Regions from separate parts of the Oryctolagus cuniculus genome. Here region 1 is linked to region 2. A link is a contact called in public Hi-C data. All regions are on one chromosome and are shown on one strand. Each heading gives the region's core, a stretch centred on a gene start, on an enhancer-like site or on the middle of the called end of the contact. The rest is flanking DNA. Distances are from core to core; before and after follow the strand shown.

Region 1 (2,794 bases), core at 113-2,612, 78 kb after region 2:
TCTGTGCAGAGCCGGCACGTGTTTGGCACAGACCTCCCATGAGAATGTGAGTGCTTCCTGCTCCCTGTGCAGTCCCCTGTCTCCTATCCAGCCAGTGTCTCCTTCCTCACGCCCTGATAGGTGAGCAGGATGCCTCCAGCCTGGCCTAGGTGGACGTAGGTGATGTAGTTCCTGGAGGTGAGGCGTAGATTGCAGCCTCGATTGCAGTGGAAGGAATCCCAGTCCGACCCCAGACAGCCGGGCTCCACCTGGCTTTACTTTCACCTTATCCTGGCTCATCTCTCGCCCCTCCCACCTCCGCCCTGCTGTGGTGTTTCACCAGTGTTCAGCATTTGCCACTGTGAGGTGTACGTGTGATGTAGCTTAGAAACAACATGGTGGTGTTTTGTTTGTGTTTTAAATGTTAGTGTGAAGATCTTGATCCACTCTAGAATGTTTGAATCTCCTCTAAATGAAGGCAGACCGCATGCTGGTGGTTTCGAGTGGGCTACGCAGAGTTTGAATCCTTTTGTGGACTCTGATGTCCTGCAGCTGTGGCTTGCAGACCCTGCCCCCTGCCGCTCAGCTCAGGGATCAAGAAGGACCCATTTCAGCCAGAGGAGAGTGAAAAGGGGGAGAACTCCAGACACAAAGCAGTGGCTGCTTTTGTCCAGCGTTGAAGGAGGGGAAGTGGCTGGGACCTCCCTGGGTGCATCTGCTTCCCTCAGCAGGGAGAGGGATTGGAGATGATCTCCCGCCTTAGGATTTGTGTTAAAACCCAGGGCTCCATCCCCCGTATTTCTTACAGTCCTGCTTATGTGTTTCTAGATCACCCCCAAGGAATATAGGAATATTCTTTCTAGAACTTTCCCCTACCTTGAGTCTCCCATTAGCTAATCTTTGAGACAGGGCCTGATTTTAAATACAAACTCAGTTGCTCTGTTTTGACTGGAGGAGAGGAACAAGTCTGCATTTTGGTTTGGGTACTCCTCCCCACCTCCTGCCTTGCCTGGGGCATTTCTCTCCATGTTGCCCCTAGTTCGGACTGCCTGGTTGGGATCTTTGCTCAAGTCACTCATAGTTTTCTGATCTTCACCTCCCTATCTGTACATTGAGAGTGATAATCCTACCCAACAAAGGTCCACAAGATTGAATGTAATAATGCAAACAAAGTGCCTAGGCCGTGCCCAGCACGTGGGCTGACTCCAGAAACGAGAGCTGCTGCCCAGGTTCTTTTCTTCTTTTCCTCCTCCCCCTCCCACCGTCCTCCTGGGTGGATGGAAAAGCTAAATGAGCAGCAGGCTCAGAGCTGCTATGGAGAGAGAATGAAGACTTTTTCTGGCTGCACTCAGCTATTCTTGCAATACTTGGCACCCTGTGTGCCTTGCGTCAGTGAGAACCAGAGGAGCCTTTTGGAAGGACTGACTGCGCGGCCAGCCTTGGTCTTGTGTGTGCGCTCCCCAGCGAGCATGTGTGCCCGTCCTGTGTCCCTCACACAGCCCAGCAAGGGTGGCCCTGGACAGCAGTGTGGGTGTGCTGGGCTGCAGAACCCAGGTCTCAAACTGAAGAAGCGGGGGCAAGAGGATAGATCCCACTTTATCTCGAGAGCCTGTGGCCCCTGCTTAGTAGGTCCTGTGCTTTCACAAAAGGAGAAGGGAGATGTGCTTTCATGGAGTGAGAAATTACACCAATCACATTGCCTTGGTAATACAGAGAGGATTACGTGTGGTAAGCAGGCAGCTGGAGCTGAAAACAGAAGGGGGAAGGCAAGATGACACGAGAGCCTCGGGTGGCTGCTCACTTCTCATTGTAGAACCTTCTGCCCGCACTGCCCCTGGGCTGGGGCCGGTAGGGCAGCCCCTTTGGGGGACGTGGCCCTACACCACTGCCATGGACAAGACTCCCCCAGGGCTGCTTCTGCCAGAGCCACATGGTCCAGCCCAGACTCTGGGTTGTGCTTTCTTGCTAGCAGCAGTCCTGGCCACCATGACTTTTAGTTGATATCCAGGATAATTGGGGTGGGGCTTGGGGACTGAGGGGACTTGATTTTTAAAAATTTTCTTTTGTTTTTGTTATTATGAAGGTAATTTGAATCCCTTGTAACAAAATCACACGCTGCAGGGCGTTCAATGTATAAGGCCATGTCACTGGTGGGTGGCCAGGTAGCCATTGGCAACATCGAGTGTGCATGTGTAGAAGCATGGCCTTGCTCATGTGATGCAGGCATCTGCGGGTTTCTCTGTTTCTGAGGGAGGCACACTCTATACACTGTTCTACAAGGTGCTTTAAAAATGTGTGGATAGGCCGGCGCCGCGGCTCACTAGGCTAATCCTCCGCCTAGCGGCGCCGGCACACCGGGTTCTAGTCCCGGTCAGGGCGCCGGATTCTGTCCCGGTTGCCCCTCTTCCAGGCCAGCCCTCTGCTGTGGCCAGGGAGTGCAGTGGAGGATGGCCCAGGTGCTTGGGCCCTGCACCCCATGGGAGACCAGGAAAAGCACCTGGCTCCTGGCTCCTGCCATCGGATCAGCGCGGTGCGCTGGCCGCAACGCGCCGGCCGCGGCGGCCATTGGAGGGTGAACCAACGGCAAAGGAAGACCTTTCTCTCTGTCTCTCTCTCTCACTGTCCACTCTGCCTGTCAAAAAAAAAAAAAAAAGAAAAAGAAAAAAAAATGTGTGGATAAATTATAATAACTTTTATCCTTTTGTGGGCTGCTAATAGCTCATCATCTGGACTTTCCACACATTATTAGCCAGACCACCATCAACCTTGGAAACCAGGGGATGGTATGAAAGTCTGAATGGGGAAGCCACTGTGG
Region 2 (2,700 bases), core at 138-2,637:
AATATTTGGTTAAATACACTAAAAAGGTGTGGAATGAATAAAATGGAAAGCAAAGGGGTGGGTTGCAATGGTTATTGTGTATCTAGACCGCCCACGGGGCCTGTCTGTGAGGGATCTGGTGGTGTGTATCTAGACTGCTGACGGGGCGTTTCTGTGAGGGATCTGGTGGTGGTGTGTATCTAGACCGCCGACGGGGCCTGTCTGTGAGGGATCTGGTGGTGTGTATTTAGGCCGCTGACGGGGCCTGTCTGTGAGGGATCTATCTGGTGTCTGCATCTGAACATCCCTCTTCATTCCTCAAAATTTTTCTCCTAGGAGGAAATTAGATTAAATTTAAGCTTTTCCATTTTTCTTTAGATCATTCACCTGGATTTTTTTTTTAAATTTACTTGAAAGGCAGAGTGAACAAAGAGAGGGGGGCTTTCACCCCATTGGTTCACTCTCCAAATGCTGGCAAAAGCCAGCTGTTCTTTTTGGTTTTCTTTTACAACCTGTTTTGGCTCTTGGTTTAGAAGTGGGAAATCATGGTGCTCGGAGCCAGCAGTTAGTGCCTGAAAACTCGTTGCTCAATGAATGAATGGATGTGACTATGTGACAAAAGGACAGGGCATTCTTGGTTGCAAAATTCAGGTGGGTCAACAAATACCTGAGTACTTACCGCGTCCTTGACCCTGTGGTGGATGCCAGAATGCTTGGCAAACAAAACAGTGCTCCCGTGTTGGACAAAGGAGTTTCCAAATATTCTTTTTCCGTGTCTATACCTTTCCATTTTTAATAATAAATTTATTGATTTTGAGCATTGCATTTTTTAGCAAAGGAATCGACCCATCTGCTTAATGCCCCAGATAGGAAGTTCTGATTTAATGTCAGCAAAACCTGGGATTCACAAGTGCCCCGGGGCGCTGTTTATCTGGAAACAGCGAACACCCCGAAATGCTAAGCTTCTCGATGTTGGGGTCCTTGGATGGGGAACCTCCAAGACACTGGACACCACGTCCACCAGAGGGTGCTGTGGGGGCAAATTTGGACCGGGAGGGGAGCTCGACCGGTGACCCTCAGAGCCAGGTGGGCGTAGTGAATAATTTTCATTCTTCCCGGGGTTCCCTTCCCACCCCTTGGAACCGTGGTCGCCCCTCCCCCATAAGTGGTTTCCCCCTTTAATAATTATCCTCTTTGCGAATGCTTGCTTGGGAAAGACGTCTTGCTTGCATGGCCGATGTCCCCTGGCTCAGGCCATCCACGTCCCTGGCTCGCTGGAGGAGGGCGGGCGGCCGGGCAGCGCAGGGGCTGCCGCGGCCGGGGCGCCGCAGGGGCGGCGAAGGGGTTAACCCGGCGGGGGGGAGGGGGAGGGGGCGCGGGCCGCGCCTGCGCTCTGCCGCCCTCCATTGTCTCCACGGCGGCGAGGAGCGCCGGCGAGCGCTGCCCGGGACCAAGGGGCCGGCGCGGCTGGCGGGGCCGGCGGCGGCTGGAGCCAGAGCGCGACGCGACGCGACCGCGGCTTCCAGAGCTCCGCCTGGCCGCCCAGCGCCGAGCCCTCCCGCGGCCTGAGGGGTCCGGGCCGCCGTCCATGGTCGCCGCGTCCTGAGGCGGGGGACGCGCCCGGCGCCCCCAGCCCTCCGCCGCCGCCTCCTGTGGGGCGGACGGCCTCCTCCGGCGCCTCCCTGCGCCCGCCCGCCGCCTCCCTCCCTCCTTCCCTGCGGCTCGCCCGGCTTTCCGAGCCCGGGGGCGGCCTGTGGCGCGCGGAGCCCGCGCCGGACTGCGCCTCTTTGGACCTTGAAGGGAAACATGCGTTTGGCTTGGATCGTTTTAAATTCTTAGTTTGAGGTCCCTGCCCGCCTGCTTCTCCTCCCCGCGGGAATTTTTTTTTTCTTTTTTCTTTTCCTTTTTTTCCCTTTTCCCCCTCCTGGTCTCCTTTTTGACTCCTTCCCCCTTTATGCTCGCCCAGCCCTCCCCCCGCTGCTGAGAAGTGGGGGAGGGTCTCGGCTCCCAGGTTCCCGCCCCATCGGGGCCCGGGCGAGCATGGGGGGAAAGCAGAGCACGGCAGCCCGCTCTCGAGGCCCTTTCCCGGGGGTCTCCACCGATGACAGCGCCGTGCCGCCGCCGGGAGGGGCGCCCCACTTCGGGCACTACAGGACGGGCGGCGGAGCCATGGGGCTGCGCAGCCGTTCGGTCAGCTCGGTGGCGGGCATGGGCATGGACCCCAGCACGGCCGGCGGGGTGCCCTTTGGCCTCTACACCCCCGCCTCCCGGGGCACCGGCGACTCCGAGAGGGCGCCCGGCGGCGGCGGAGGGTCGGCGTCCGACTCCACCTTTGCCCATGGCAATGGTTACCAGGAGACTGGCGGCGGTCACCATAGAGACGGGATGCTGTACCTGGGCTCCCGAGCCTCGCTGGCGGATGCTCTACCTCTGCACATCGCACCCAGGTGGTTCAGCTCGCACAGTGGTGAGTCCACGGGTGGTGGAGGCCTCAGAGGGTGGAGTGCAAAGAGGGCGCCCCAAACCTTCGCGCGCTCCGAGGTTTGGATACGGAGTATGCGACCTGCATGTGTCAGCCTTTCTTTGGGTTCTTGGTGCCAAGGGATGAATGGGTCCCCACCCTGTAGATGAGTGGCTGTCTGCGAGGCTGCAGGACTCCAGGCATGTGTTCGCTTGTGGATGGGCAGAGTGAAACCTGCCTGTGGAAGTCCCCTTTATCGG

The links. Hi-C and Micro-C count contacts between places; a contact is called where the count stands out from the background.
Region 1: a Hi-C map of an unstated tissue shows a contact between it and region 2, with 2.5 times the contacts expected there. The contact joins the enhancer-like site here to the promoter of ZNRF1 in region 2. A contact is called at or near these places in 2 of 6 Hi-C or Micro-C datasets (liver and an unstated tissue).

The regions. Positions count from the first base shown.
Region 1 is chr18:57,553,554-57,556,347 of mOryCun1.1, forward strand. The region is part of intron 1 of ZNRF1 (zinc and ring finger 1); the gene reads left to right. Among named protein-coding and RNA genes, the nearest start is that of LDHD, 50 kb to the right of the region's middle. Within about 2 kb of position 1,363, at least 5 of the 8 cell types and tissues checked have an H3K27ac peak or open chromatin away from gene starts, as enhancers often do.
Region 2 is chr18:57,475,069-57,477,768 of mOryCun1.1, forward strand. It overlaps ZNRF1 (zinc and ring finger 1), which reads left to right and starts at 1,388. Exons shown (of 5, transcript XM_070062745.1): 1 at 1,388-2,446. The coding sequence starts at 2,020.